Regions from separate parts of the Mus musculus genome. Here regions 1 and 3 are each linked to region 2. A link is a contact called in public promoter capture Hi-C data. All regions are on one chromosome and are shown on one strand. The core of a region is the stretch at or near the end of the contact, and the rest is flanking DNA. Distances in the headings are between cores, read along the strand shown. Region 1 holds the start of Celf1 (CUGBP, Elav-like family member 1). Region 2 holds the start of Slc35c1 (solute carrier family 35, member C1). Region 3 holds the start of Mtch2 (mitochondrial carrier 2).

Region 1 (4,891 bases), core at 890-3,389, 1.5 Mb after region 2:
CTGCAACTTCTGTAACAAGAAAAGTATGCAGACATCTTTAGAACATAAGTCATTCTGGCTCCAATTTTCACTATCTGCCCAGCAGCCCACAGGTACAATCATTGGTTAACTAACACTAATGGACACCAATTTCTAGAGGATTGTGGAGATTAAAACAAGGATCATAATAAAAGAATGACTTGACCAACTAGTAACCTACTGCAAAAAGATTTGAAAATTGTGTAGATTTTCTAACTTCAAGCCCAGAGCCCTTGCCATTCCATCACATCTTAAATCTGCATCATTGCTCATGATAGTGTGATAGTGTTGTGAATTTTTTTTTACAAAGGCAAAGCAAGCAAACCTTTGGTGGGAGATGTTTTAAAAGCACTTGCTATAATAACCTTGGGCAAATAAGTCACTTTCCTTTGTGAGAAAGCCAAAGCACTGAAGAAAAAAAAAAAAGCAACCCTTTCAACTGTAACAGCCCCTCTTGCTAATGGATCCTTGGGAAAAGAAAACCCAAAGGGTAAGAATGAATGAGAGGATGGAGACGTAGGCTCTGGAGCCAAGAGCCATTCTTAAGAGAAACAGGTGGTGGAGAAGAAGAAACCAAGAGAACTCATAAGCTTGCCAGCTAAAGTAACAGCTGCAAATCCCAGCTTTGCTTTACCATAAGCATGGCTTTCAATCCTCCCTAGGTCATGATCAGAAACCACACTCTCAGGCAATAAAACTACTAATATAAAAACTAGTATAGAGAGAAAAAAAAAATCAGTGCCGTTGCAGTTGGTCCATTCTAACCTCCATGATTTTCCAAGTACACTTGTTAATGCCAAAACCAAAAAGAACTCTAAGCAATTCCATCTGAAGACACCGTCATTCTAAGGATCTAAAAAGAAACAAACTGGAAAAAGTGAAAAAGTGCAATTCAAACCTCTTCAACTCAGAGACTAGAAGACAGAGAAGAGATCTTTTAAAGGTTAAGTTCCTTTTAAGTGTGTGCAAAGGGTGTTTGTAACCTCCTAACAATGCAGACATTATCAACAGAGTCTATGCTCTTTAAAACTGTTCAACAGCTTTTATATACAGCATTAACTCTGAGCACCAGAAAGAGATTCTGTTGTGCTAAACCAAGCTCTGACCAAAATCTCACACTTTCTCCCCGGAATCAGTCTCTAAACCAATGAGAAGCTCCTTAAAAAGCATATGCAATGGTCGGAGAAAATTAAAACAACATCCTGTCAGAACCACCACAACCGAGACACCACTACCGACTTTAAATCCAAAGCCTGGGACCTAGCGAAGAAGGCACCCTCCAGAGCCGTCCCCGCTCCTGGGTGCGAGATTCGAGCCCTGCTACTAGGCCTTGACTGGGCGAGCGAGCACCTGATGTGGGGGGTAGGGCGAGCCAAAGCGGCCCCAGGGCGAGAACTGCAAGAGCTCCGGAGGATCGAGAGGAGCGCTGCCTTCTAGGGGCGGGAATCTAGGACACCCCCGGGGGTGGGCACGAAGAACACGTGGGGCGACAGGGTCAGGGAAGCGGCGTCTCGGGTAGACAGCCGCGATCTCGCCCAGCGGACCCGGAGAGGAGGACTCGGGTGCGGTGCAGGAAGCAAGCCCTCGGGGCCGGGAGAGTGGAGGCAAAGGGCAAGGGAGCCGGGGCCAGGCCACGAGGAGGGCGGGTCTCCCTGGGAGCAGGGGCACGCGCCGGGCGGACGCGAATGGGCCCCCGAGTCCCGAGCAGTCCGCGGCCTGGTCCCCGGGGTGCGGGGAAGCGGGAGCGACCGCACCCGGAGGGCCCTGTGACCCGTAGCCGCCCGAACCTGACCCGCCCCGCGGCGCCTCCCTCCAGCCTCCCTCTCTTTCCCTCCCTTCATCCCGCGGCCCGTTATCCTGCGGCCGCCGCACTCACCAGCGGCTGCACCTGAGCCCGCCGCTGCCTCAGCTGCTGCCTTGCTCCTCCGCAGCCGCCGCTGCCTCGCTGCTGAGGCCGAATCCCGGGGGAGCCTCCGCGTCCCGCCGCCGCCGCCGCCTCTGCCGCTGCCGCTGCCGCCAGAGCAGAACACCCCAAAATGGCGGCACTTCCGGCACCTACCACCGGCGGGGAGGGCCGCCGCGGAGGGGGCGGGCGGCGAAGGGGAACGTACCACCGCGGCGCCGCCCGCCAGCGCCGAGCCGAGCCGAGCGCCGCGCAGGGGCGGGCGGAGGGCCGGCGCTGCAGCGCCCCCTCCGGCCGGGGAGTGAAGGAGCAGTCGCTCTGAAACCCTGGGGGCCGCGGGCGGAGCCCTCAGCCCTGGGAGCTGTAGGGGTGCATCTCTTTGTCTCAGAGCTGCACTGGAGGGAAGACCCCGGCCTGGGAATCTGAAGTTCTTGCCTCTGCGCACCGCACTAGCTGCACCTCTGGCGGGCAAGCAACGCAGCTTGGCAATGAAAAATACACATAATAAATATCGAATGAATGAATGAATGAATGAATGAATGAATGAATGAATGAATGAATGATGGGTGCTTGGCTAACACTGGACGCAGGGCACACCCTTTCTTTTTGCACATCAGCATACAGACAACTGTATCCAGGCCTTCCTTCTGATGGAATGTGTGTTGCAAGCTTTCAGAGTTAGGGAAGTGCCTGTACAGAGATGTTCAACTGCATGCATGCGCAATCTGGCAAAAATCCCTGCGGCACCAGAAAGCTCTTAAGTATTCTATTAAGAGACTACCCAGTCCAAACCTACTCTTCTTGGGAAAAAAAATAACAATTAAAACACTTTTTACGAATCCAGCACCCCCTTTTAGGATTCGGTATTCCTAACCTGCATCTAGCTGGATTCACGCATTAAGTGTGTTGTTTATTACACAAAGTCAGTGAAATGTGAGACAATGAAATGCAGATTGAGAAAACTTAGTTCTGGGAGGTCAGGGCTCCATCAATTTACAAATTACTCATGAGTTGGCAATTATTTCTCTTTATCACTTAGCTTCCTAAAGCAAAATATATATCCACAAATGCCGGTTATACCCTACCCTACCCTACCACACTCACTAAGGCAGCCCCCACCCCTGCCCCAAGCAGCAGCCAAGAGTTTTCCCCTGTGCTAGAGGCACAAACAATCATGTAGATCAAAACAATTAGCCCCTAGGTTGTTCATTATCAAATTACCTAAATTGTACTGTAAAGCTTTGGTTGTTTTTTGTTTTTTTTTTTTTTTGTTTGTTTTGTTTTTTTGAGAGTTTCTCTGTGTAGCTCTGGCTGTCTTAGAACTCCCTCTTGTTACTGAGACTGACCTCAAACTCACTTGGTGATCCGCCTGCCTCTGCCTCCCCTAAATGCTGGGATTAAAGGCGTGTATCGCCACACCCGGCCTGTTCGTTCCAATTTTCAAATTGGTTTTCTACCTTCTTGTTGTTGATTGATGGGAATGGAGTTAGAGATGTAACTTGAATTAGTTGCATATAGATGGATACGTTAGGAAAAATTAGAGTGGTTATGAAAGATGGAACACTGGTATTTTTAACTAGTTCTTGAATAAGACTCTTGGCAAAAAAAATAACTGTTAGGAGAAAAAATTAGTCCTGCTGGTAATGGAAGATTTCTAAGAGTCGTTAGGGTTACTGCAGAGAATTTATTTCATTGGAGGGATAATGATGAAAATAATGTTTGCGTTGTTAGGGTCTGAGAATTTGGGAATAATCCACTATGAAAACCAAGTTTTGAGCCAGCAAAATGTTTCTTTATTCAACTTTATTCAAAGGCTGATATATCAGGGAGACGGCGGGGTTCAGGATCCAAAACTATGTCAGTCAGGGGCAGAACAGAACAACTTTTTGCTCCTGTACTTTTTTCTTTTCTTTTTAAAAGATTATATATATTCTAGCTGTCTTCAGATACACCAGAAGAGGGCATCCCATTACAGTGGTTGCTGGGAATTGAACTCAGGACCTCTGGATCTCTGGAAGAGCAGTCAGTGCTCTTAACTGCTGAGCCATCTCTTCAGCCCCAGAACAACTTTTAAAGACAAAACTCCACAGACTACGTGGGGTAGGGGGCATCCAACCAGATTCACGAATACATTGGGTTTTTCACACCTGGTATTTTAGGTGGCTTCCTGCATAATAAGTGTCTCGGGTGGTTTACTTGATAGCTTGGCCTGGATTGAGGCCAGCCAGTGATGTTTGGAGCAGGATACAGTGGCTTGGATTTATCCAGAACATTTGAGCTGTTCCTGGGAATTTAGCTTAGTATGAAATGGAGACTATATACAAGATGGAATCTCTGTAGCTATGGCCCCCAACATTTCTTCCTCTTCCTTGTAACGCATGAAACCTTTGATGTCATAACTCTTGGTCAGTATATAAGGGGTTACATTGGGTCTTTGGAACCATGAGCTTAACAACATTTATCCTAACTCGCACAAAGTGAGAAATGAAATTTTATAGGCAAAGGGTGTGTTGGGGTCTGGGAATCACTGCACAAATCACTTAGACACCAATCTCAGTCAACTTGGGATAGTTTATATCACAGCCCAGGACTGATCAACAAGGGACACAATTCAGGCTCAAGAGCTGAACCATGACTCCAAGTTCCTACAAGGCTCTTAAGCCTGAGATATACAAACATCTGCGCCAAGTTATTCCACCAATCAAGACTTAGGGATAGGGGTTTCTGTAGGAACATGGCTTTGTTACTCTTATGCTGTTCCCATTGGTTGGAATATTCAGCTGTGACAGGGGACCTGCCTTGTTTAATATTCATGTCTTAACTTGTCTACCAGGCTAGGACTTGTCTAACATTCATGTCTTAACTTGCCGTTCCCACGTACATGTCTCTTTCTGGAAACTAGGATGTCAGTTCCTAGGGAGGCCTTGGGAACTTAAACTTAACTCAACCCCTACTCAAAATGGAAGTCTT
Region 2 (5,084 bases), core at 532-3,031:
CCTAGAAGTGGAGCTGTCCATTAAAACCAGCAAATCTATAGCTAAATGTGTTTCAATTTTATATTTTGACAAATCAGTACTGATTCCCCACCCCTCTTCCCTTGCTGTCCTGGGAATTGAACCCAGGACCTTGTGCATCCCAGGCAAGCACTCTAACACTGAGCTATATAACACTGAGCTTGATCTCCAACCCTTTATTCATGTCTAGGTATGTGTGCCCAAGCCCCCCTTTTTGAAACAAGTCTCACTAAATTGCCCAGGCTGGCCTTGAATTTTATCCTGTAACTCAGACAGGCCTTGAACATTTTTTGTTTTGGTTTGGTTTTGGTGTTTCGAGACAGGGTTTCTCTGTGTAGCTCTGGCTGTCCTGGAACTCACTCTGTAGACCAGGCTGGCCTCAAACTCAGAAATCCGCCTGCCTGCCTCTGCCTCCCAAGTGCTGGGATTAAAGGCGTGTGCCACCACTGCGCGGCTGAGCTTTTGATCTTCCTATCTCAATTGGGATTACAAGCCCTTTACCATCAGGCCCTACTAATAAAATAGTAATTGAAATACTTTAAGCGAGACATCTTTATAACCAACCACATAAGCAATAAGTCTGGAACCCACTGTGTTAGCCATTTCCATAATAAAACCAGCTCAACCTAGGGCAAACTTGCCTGTCCAACAATGGTGCTAGGGAGAAACCAGAGAAAAGTCAGCCCTTCCAGATGCCCAGGTGTAAAAGACCTGGAGCTAATGGCCCACTCAAGCCTGGTTCCCGGGACTGAGAAGGGTACTCTCGTAGGGGAGTGGCGGCATCCGCAGTTCTCCCAACCACGCCCTTCTGGAAGCACCAGCTTGGACCCATAGGGCCAAAGATGCATCTTGTCAAGGGATGCGCCAAACGACAGTAACAGAATGGAGGAGTCCCAGGCTAGCTGGGGTGGAGGGTGGGAGATGGCGTTGACCTTAGATAAAGGAAAGAGGCTTTCTTGATGGGCTCCCGTGGGTAATCGCCCCACCTTGCCCAAAGCCCGACGTGGCAGGAAGTCGTACTGGGGGCGCGGCTTGGGCAGCGTTGCAAGTTCAGCCGAGGGTGGTGCTGCAGGTGCACCCGAGGGCACCGCCGAGGGTGAGCACCAGGTCCCTGCATCAGCCAGGACACCAGAGCCCAGTCGGGTGGACGGACGGTACGTTCTGGAAGGGAAAGGGCCCCGGGAAGGGGATACAGCATTGAGAAGCTCAGAGGCTTTGGTCTGGGCATCCAGAATGGACTTTATCTGGAGGAGGTGACATGGCTTCTCGCCTCTGGAAGTGCTGCTTGGATCTCCGGGACTTCATGTCCTGACTAGGTCTGGAAGCGGTGAAAATAGGGGTAGGAAAAAAGGAGAGGACTGCAACAAGGTCTTCCCGAGTGGCCTGAGCTCGAGGGACGAGGGAGGTGCAACGGTGGGGAGCCGGGCGCAAGGGCTGGGCGGAGGGAGGGGGGGGGTCTCCCTAAGCAGAAAGGTGGTATTCCATTTTCTGGGTAGATGGTGAAGATGCACCTGACCGAGTCTGGTCGATCTGAAGATATCAGGGGAAAAGATAGTGCGGGTGGAGGGGAGAATGACAGAACCTTCCAGAAAATGGGAGAGGCTATAGCACTTGCAAACCCTTCCCTGATCTCCGGGGACTCCCGGAAGAAGAGGGCAGGTCTGTGGGCATAGGTGCAGACTTGCCGGGGAGCTCTTGACGGCCGCGGGAAGTGGCAACGGCCTGCGAGCTGGCCCTTTAAGGCGGCTCGTAGGCGTGTCAGGAAATGCGCGCAGGGCCCGCCCTGCTCGGTAAGTGGCCCGGGACCCGCGTCGCTGAGCCGGAACTTGAATTCGGCTCGTGGCAACCGCAGGGCCTTGCTCCGGTCAGGCCCCTGTCCGTGTCCCTCGAGACGCCTTCCTGAGCCTCGGTGATCTCCCTGCAGCACGCCCTCCTTTCGGCTCTGCGGGTGCTTCCGGGGGTTCCCGCAGCCCATGCTTCCCACGCGGTCCGCGTCCAGTTATTTCCTCCTCCGCTCCGTCCTTCCTTCGCTCTCTCGCTTCCTTTCTCCCTGCGACTCACGTGTCCCCTGTCCTCAAACTGGCCATGGCTGTCAAAGCCCACATCCTTAGTTAGGCCCCTTCTCCCTTCCCTGGGTCTTGTTTCGTGACACCACCTCCCTCCCCCGCCCCGGGAGCGAGCAAGATGAGGAGCGGTGCACCTCGGCAAATCCGGAAGCAGAACTTCATCCAAGAAGGAGGGGACCGATAGGTCATCCCATGTGACAGTTGAAGGCTGCAGCCACAGACCCTAGCTGCTTGAAGCCCTGTAGTCCAGGGACTGCTTCTGGCCGTAAGGTGACCCAGCTCTTCTGCCACCATGAACAGGGCGCCTCTGAAGCGGTCCAGGATCCTGCGCATGGCGCTGACTGGAGTCTCTGCTGTCTCCGAGGAGTCAGAGAGCGGGAACAAGCCATTTCTGCTCCGGGCTCTGCAGATCGCGCTGGTGGTCTCTCTCTACTGGGTCACCTCCATTTCCATGGTATTCCTCAACAAGTACCTGCTGGACAGCCCCTCCCTGCAGCTGGATACCCCCATTTTTGTCACCTTCTACCAATGCCTGGTGACCTCACTGCTGTGCAAGGGCCTCAGCACTCTGGCCACCTGCTGCCCCGGCATGGTAGACTTCCCCACCCTAAACCTGGACCTCAAGGTGGCCCGAAGTGTGCTGCCGCTGTCAGTGGTCTTTATCGGCATGATAACCTTCAATAACCTCTGCCTCAAGTACGTAGGGGTGCCCTTCTACAACGTGGGACGCTCGCTCACCACCGTGTTCAACGTTCTTCTCTCCTACCTGCTGCTCAAACAGACCACTTCCTTCTATGCCCTGCTCACCTGCGGCGTCATCATTGGTGAGTGGGACTGGGGGCGTGGGGAGCAGGAATCGTAAAGATCAATACCACATTACTCATTATCTGTCCCAGGTCTTTTGCACCACCAGTCATAGGGAGAGACCTGTAGAGAACAAATAACTTCCTTACTGTGACTCAGTAAGTTAGGGATCCAGCCAAGGTGAACATAATAATGTTAGGCAGACACTACAGCAAAGCCAGCCAGACACTCAGATCTAGCTAAGCATTTGAGCCATGTTAATGTAACGGATCCCCATTACAAGGTATAATATAGCTGCGTTTTATGGAGAGAAACCCAAGGCACAGAGAAGCTAAGTAGCTGGGATCACACAGGTAATCACTGACGTAGCAGAAATTTGCACATAAGCAGTTACCTCCATAGGTTACACTCTTGACCAACACACCACTGTTCTCAAGAGGTCAAGGGTGAACTCAGGTCATCACAATTGGCACAAGTACCTCTACCCACTGAGCCATTTCAGTGGTCCAGTCAATATGTGTGTGCTTTAAGAGGCTTTAACTACCTTCTCAGATGTGACCATAAGTAATTAATTACCGATAGGAGCGTTGTGCTGATCATTACACTTGTAGCATCCTCTTTATTGTACCCATAAGCTCTCTGAGTGGCGGCATCTCTGTGAAACTGCAGCTCGGAGAGGCTGCGCTCCTTGCCACAGCCCCACAACTAAGAAGCAGATAGTCTGGGACGCAGTCCCCAGTTGGTCATACTCCCTGGCCTGTGTTTCAAGCCAGTCTGCTTTGCTCCTGACCCTTGGGAGTTAGCGCAATGAAAACCAACACTATCACTACAGTCTAAATGTGCTTTTAAATGAAAGCCCAGGAACTTTGAAGCATCCGGCCCCTTAACGGCAGCCACTATGTCCTGATTCCGCCAACATCTTTTCAGTGCCCGGCAGTCACATGGAGCAAGGGCCTCTTGGCTTGGACAGCATGTGTTAGGGAACATGTTTGCCACTTTGAATGAATTTAGTGGCTGCTGGGTTACAGAGACCAGGGCATCTTTCCCCTCAGAGTCCTGAATGAACGAAAAGCAACCTTCATTTGTACCTGCTCTGGATTTTAGTTCGTCTTGTTTGGCCTATTTAGATGTCCCTGGTGTCTCTGAGGCCCAGGCTGGGTGCTCTAGATGTAGGGACCAGGCCAACCTGTACTGTCTTCCCTAGAAACATTGCCCTGGTTGGGCAGCTCCTGGATCCAGGGTTAAGGGGTCTGGGCGGAGAGAGGTCAGATAGTGGCAGGATGCCTCCCACTGCCCCCACATACATACCCTAAGAGATCTGGTACTCCTCCTTCCAGCCTACAAGCTACCGTGGGGTCCCACTTCAGTCCACCAGCCCTGCCAACGTTAGAGGGGATGGGCCTCCTAGTAGGAGAACTTACATGCAGGAAGGTACAGTCTCTGGAGAACCTGAGCCCGGGTCCCCAAAGGGACAAGTAGCTGATAGTGAGGCAGCTGAGCCCCATGGCGGCCTGCCCAAGTGGCACGGGAAAGTGGAGCTCTCTGCTGCCCCCACTACTGGCCCCATCTCTTGGCTCTCCCCTCCCTTCCTCCTGTGGAGAAGGCCCATCTCTGGAAAGGCCTCCTAGACATGCGGCACTTTGCAAAGCCTGTCGGGCTCACAGCCCCTCTAGGGTCTAGGACCTTGAGAATGAAGAATGGAGTCACTTCTAGACTCTAGTGGTAACCACCAGGAGGTACAGGGTGCTCTGACTGTGCAGGGAAACCCACCGTGGGCTCTGCTGAGCCAAGTGCCTGTGAGGCTGGAGAGTCTGGTGCCCTTGTTCTGAGATAGCATCTTGCTATGTTGCCCTCAAGTCCCAGGCAACTGGGGCTGCAGGAGCACCACCTTGCCTCTCTCCAGCTTCTTGAAGACTTGTACCTTTCTCCTAGCAGTCTCTATCTGCTCTCACTCCATCCATTGAGCAGCTATTAGCTTGTGGCCAAGTATTTTCCAGGCCCTGTACTGAGTTTTAGGGTACAAGTTTGAGAAAGGAAGGGTGGGGTCCTTGCTCCTGGTCCGTGAATGATGTTGATGGCAGAAACGATAGTTACACTAGATGCTAAGGGCTGTGGGTATCTAGAGGGAGCAGGGAGCATGTGGGATAACCTGAGCAGGCCTAGCTGAAAAGTCATTGCTGGCATGAGACTGCTCCA
Region 3 (4,664 bases), core at 894-3,393, 1.6 Mb after region 2:
AAAACCAGGCTCAAATGTGTTTGTTTGATGCTGAAATGGACCCAATGTCCATCCTTATGCTCAGTGCCAGCAAGCTACCTCCTCAGCCCCATAATTTTTACAAATAAAAATGCAGTTTAGTTTTTTTAAGTCATTGATGAAGTATCATCCTTATCAGCCTTTTGTTCTGCTGGATAGATTAAGACTGGGTTCAATAAACTCCAACTTTCCCTTTGAGTTGAGTCTATAGAGTAAACCATGTGACTAGATTATTAAACTGAAAACAGAACAAGGAAACAAACCATTGTGTCAGGAAAGCCTAGTTTACCGATAAAGCTGACATATTTTTTACAATATTTTTCATATTTGAACAAAATAAAATATTCACTGAGCCATCGTCAAATGCCTACCTACATGGATAACTAGACAACAAAGGCAAATGCATACAGCTGGGTAATTCACTTACAAAAATAATTACAACTTAGGTCCACGTTAAATGTACAGACTCATTAGCAATATACAGAGCCATAAAAATTAATGATTGCCATTTTATTTGTACAATATATTCAGTGATTATAGTGCCAAAGGGATACTTGAGATTAAAAAAAAAAATACAGGGCAGTTTGGGCTCTACTGTTGCAATTCTTCCTTCTGAGTTAAAACCCCCTCTCTGAACTCACTGAAAGTGCAGCTTTAAAGTAGTATTTGGGAATTTCATCAACCTCCTGAGATACTTGGCAACGCACGAGGTATTGTGAAATCAGAATTTAGGATATTGGATTGTTGAGGCAAAAACACTGAATGTCACTAAAATCACTGTTCTTTGAGAACTATTGAGTAGTGAGTTCATACGTGTACTGCGAAATACTGTCAATTCTGTTCTAGACACAGATTTCACTCTGCGCTTCAACATCTACACTTATATTAGTCAACTTAGCAACAATTTGTATGAAGAACAATTTAAAAATGAAGTCCATTCTAGAGTCTTGCTTTTTTTTTTTTCTCTTTTCAGAATGGTAAACATTGAGGACAGGGATTCTAAAGCCTGCTTCCTTCCAGGACACACAATGCATGAGGTATGGCAATCCTCAATAAATGCTTAAAAATGGCCCTGATCAGCACAGGGAAAGTTAGAAGAGCAATTGAAAATACTATCACCAGCTAAAAGTAGGCCTCCTTACCCATGAATATAAATGACCACTTTAGAAATATTTTATAGCAGATTGGCAAGGGAGGCAAGAGAGACATCCGGGGTTTGATGTTACATTTAAACTCGCTAAAGTGTTTAAACAGAACTGATTTCCAGCTCTAACCAACGTGATTTTCATTGTCATGAACCACATGGGTTACTGTGAAAGCGCTCAATGGATCCTCAGGAAATCTGATTTCATTATCACTTCTCAATGCGCTCCTTGTGTATATCCGGGTATCTGGTGTTAAAATCTCTGAACGGGAATAGAAGTAGAAACAGCAAATAGAAAAACCGAGTAAGAACAATAAGATGTTGGCTTTCCTAGAATTTTAAATTTGCCCATAGATGAGTTATTTCACGTCTCGAGTTTGAGATATTTCGCTGAGGAGGAGTGAACGAGGTGAGGTGAACGCCAGTATCAGAGGGGCGACAAGAAAAGGGTTGGGAAGCCCTCGGTGGCAACCGGCCAGGATCAGGGAAAGGAAAAACAAAGTTGAGAAGAGTCACCGGCCAGGGAAGGCAAGGGTGGCAGTTGGCTGCAGAAAGGGAGCCGGCCTGCCCGGGGCGAGCCTCGGGATGTCTCCGAGAGGGGCGCGAGGCCGTGGAAGTTGTTCCTGAGGGGAGAGAAGGGCAGCATCTCGAGAGGGTGAAGGCCTGGGACGCAGAGCCAACCCAAAGGCGCAGAGGGCGGTGGCGACCTGACAGGACGCGGGCGGGGAAGGAAAGGGCGACGACTCATACCTGGATGAGCACTTTCACGTACATGAGCGGCTGGGACAGGATGGTGAGACCGGAGCCCAGGAGCACCTGACTGGCCGCGTCCGCCATGATGGCACCCGCGGACGGACGGACAGACGGAGTCACCAAGCGACACAGCCGGTTCCAGATCACGTGTCGGGGGCGCCGGCTTCACTGGCCCGCCCGCGGCGCGCCGCCCGCTTAGGCTCCGCCCACCGGCCCGCCCAAAGAAACGGCAGGCGCTCGCGAGGGGCCGCCTGGGGCGGGGCTTGTGGGAGGGACGCGCATGCGTCTGGGCGTGGGCTCCTCGCGCCTCTAGGAAAGGCGATTTCTCTTGCGCCTGCGCAAGCCGGAAGTGTCCGGAAGGAGTAGGGAGGGAATGGTAATGATGGGGTGGTGGTGGGGTGACCCTGACGGCAAAGGCAAGGTCAGCGGACTAACAACTGGAAGAACTGAGTTATACTCCTATCCTCTTTCAGGCTTTGACGACGTAAAGTTTGATGGTTGTTTTCCGTTAGAGTTGTCATGTCTAATGAACAACAGATCCTGTCTGGCTTAACAGTGAATTCTGCAGGTCCCTGATTTTGCGTTTACCATTAGCTCAGTGGTAGAGCACTTCCCGACATCCTTGCTTTCAGTCCTCAGTACTGGAAAGAAAAAGCAACTACAACAAAATGTGCCCCCTCGGGGTCAGATGTGGCGGCACAGACCCTTAATCCAGCACTTGGGAGGCAGAGGAATGTGGATATGTGAGTTCAAGGCTAATCTGGTTTACAAACTGGATACCCGGTAAACCAGGGTTACATGGTGACATACTGACCAAAAAAAAAAATTTTTTTTTCATGTCTTCTCTGACTACTCGAAATCCATTTTATCCGTATTTCCTACCCGTTGCCTTGTGACACCTGTCACTGGGAAATTGTCTTTGACAGTTGAGAGTGTCAACTCTGGGTTCAGGAACCGAGATGGCCTTTGTACACTATTTTCCCCCAGTGCCTGGCATGTACCAGTGCTCAAGATTTATTAAAGCTCAGTGCCAATCGGGCTACCCAGGCTGTTAGAGGCAAAATGAAGAAAAGGCATTGCTCCAGCTCTGGCCCCTTTGTTCTGTAGCAGACACCACTTAGTGCAAGCACTTAGTGTGTACTGCTGAGAATGAACAAGGAACCGAGTTTGGAATCTGGCTTTCCTTTTGGATCCATGTGTCACTTTCCTTTTTAAATTTTTTAGTGTTTGTATCTAAATATAAGGACAATGCAACTAACTCAGTGTATTTTTATGAACATTAAGTGAAACTGTATATATGGAGTTTTTGAGAAATTGGCTGAAATACAGAAGTTAGTCCTAATATGGCCTTCTATTCAGCCCAGAACTAGCTGATATTGGGAGGCAGTTTGTAGGTCAGGCACACGGGCTTTGAAGTCCAATGGGCCTCATCCAAAGTCTACCTCTGCCAGTTACAGTGTGACCTTATATAGGTCATCCCAACTCTTCAAAACTTTTAAGCAAATAAGTATAATAATATCCACTTCAAAACATTATCTCAAAGCAATATGGACCTAGCCTGGCATACACAACAAAAATGCAATAGTAAATGGTAGCTTTTTATTCTAAAAAAATTACATGTTGCTCTTAATTAAACACAGTTCTCAACATGACTTAGAAACAGCAAGACCATTAAGAAGGGTATTTGTGCATGGGTGGTGAAGGAAAAAAAATTCTATTTGCCTGTGAGCAATGAGAGGCTCAGAATGTCGCGGGGCTGAAGGGTTGGGCACCTGAGGATGTCCCACCACATTCCTAATGGTTCATGGCAAAAGCTACCCATGACGTTATGGGACAGAGAACTGGAGTCGGAATTATAAGTAAAGGAAGAGCACAGTTCAAACGGGCCATTTGTAAAGATGTGATATGAATGACAATCCCTGATAAGAGTTCAGTGTGGTGACCCTAGAATGGGTTACTTAGTAACTTATATTCAAGCTAGGAGGATAAGAAAAGTCAAAGGTGGGGAGGGAGGGAGAGAGAACAGCACCTTGGCATAGGCCAGCTTTGGGAAAAGAAAAGAGGGGATGGTAAGTAATGTGAAAACTTCCCAGAGGCAGAAAACAGAGCCCAGAAAAGAGAGGGGCTTACCAGCTAAACCACTCCCAGGCTGGGATAGTCTTACCTGGAAGAGGTCCACGTTTCATTTCTCAGTTTTAAAAAAAGATACACTGTAGCTGTACAGATGTTTGTGAGCCTTCATGTGGTTGTTGGGCAGGGTTTCTCTGTATAGCCCTGGCTATCCTGGAACTCACTTTGTAGATCAGGCTGGCCTCGAAGCTCACTGGGTCACTCTTATAAATTTTAGACATGGCCCTGCAGTCCCTTTCTTCTTTATGGCTCTTTTCAATTTGCTATATTACTTTAAAACTGTTTTTCCTTATCCATCATTACAAGACACTGAGGTACAAGAGTGCAAGGTTTTTCTCATTTTCTTATTGACTAGTGCCTTGTGTGCTTCTTTCTTTGCCTCTTTCCCTCTATCCTCCTCCTCTATCCTCTTCCTCCCTTCCTTCCTTCCTTCCTTCCTTCCTTCCTTCCTTCCTTCCTTCCTTCCTTCCTTCCTTCCTTCCTCTCTCCCTCCCTCCCTCCTTCCCTTCCTTCCTTCCTTCCTTCCTTCCTTCCTTCCTTCCTTCCTTCCTTCCTTCCTTCCTTTTGTTTGTTGGTAACATGGTCTCCCTATGTAGCTATGGCTGGTCTAAACTTGCTA

Evidence for each region. Capture Hi-C pulls out chosen DNA fragments and counts their contacts.
Region 1: a contact with region 2 is called in a promoter capture Hi-C map of adipose tissue, with 3 times the contacts expected there. The contact joins the promoter of Celf1 here to the promoter of Slc35c1 in region 2. A contact is called at or near these places in 1 of 39 promoter capture datasets (pre-B cells) and 1 of 9 other capture datasets (adipose tissue).
Region 3: a promoter capture Hi-C map of adipose tissue shows a contact between it and region 2, with 3 times the contacts expected there. The contact joins the promoter of Mtch2 here to the promoter of Slc35c1 in region 2. A contact is called at or near these places in 1 of 39 promoter capture datasets (liver) and 2 of 9 other capture datasets (adipose tissue and liver).

What each region holds. Positions count from the first base shown.
Region 1 is chr2:90,937,645-90,942,535 of GRCm38.p6, reverse strand. Celf1 (CUGBP, Elav-like family member 1) reads right to left here and starts at 2,139. Exons shown (of 14, transcript NM_198683.2): 1 at 1,895-2,139.
Region 2 is chr2:92,456,491-92,461,574 of GRCm38.p6, reverse strand. It overlaps Slc35c1 (solute carrier family 35, member C1), which reads left to right and starts at 1,781. Exons shown (of 2, transcript NM_211358.2): 1 at 1,781-2,908. The coding sequence starts at 2,377.
Region 3 is chr2:90,844,634-90,849,297 of GRCm38.p6, reverse strand. Mtch2 (mitochondrial carrier 2) reads right to left here and starts at 2,143. Exons shown (of 13, transcript NM_019758.3): 1 at 1,913-2,143. The coding sequence starts at 1,999.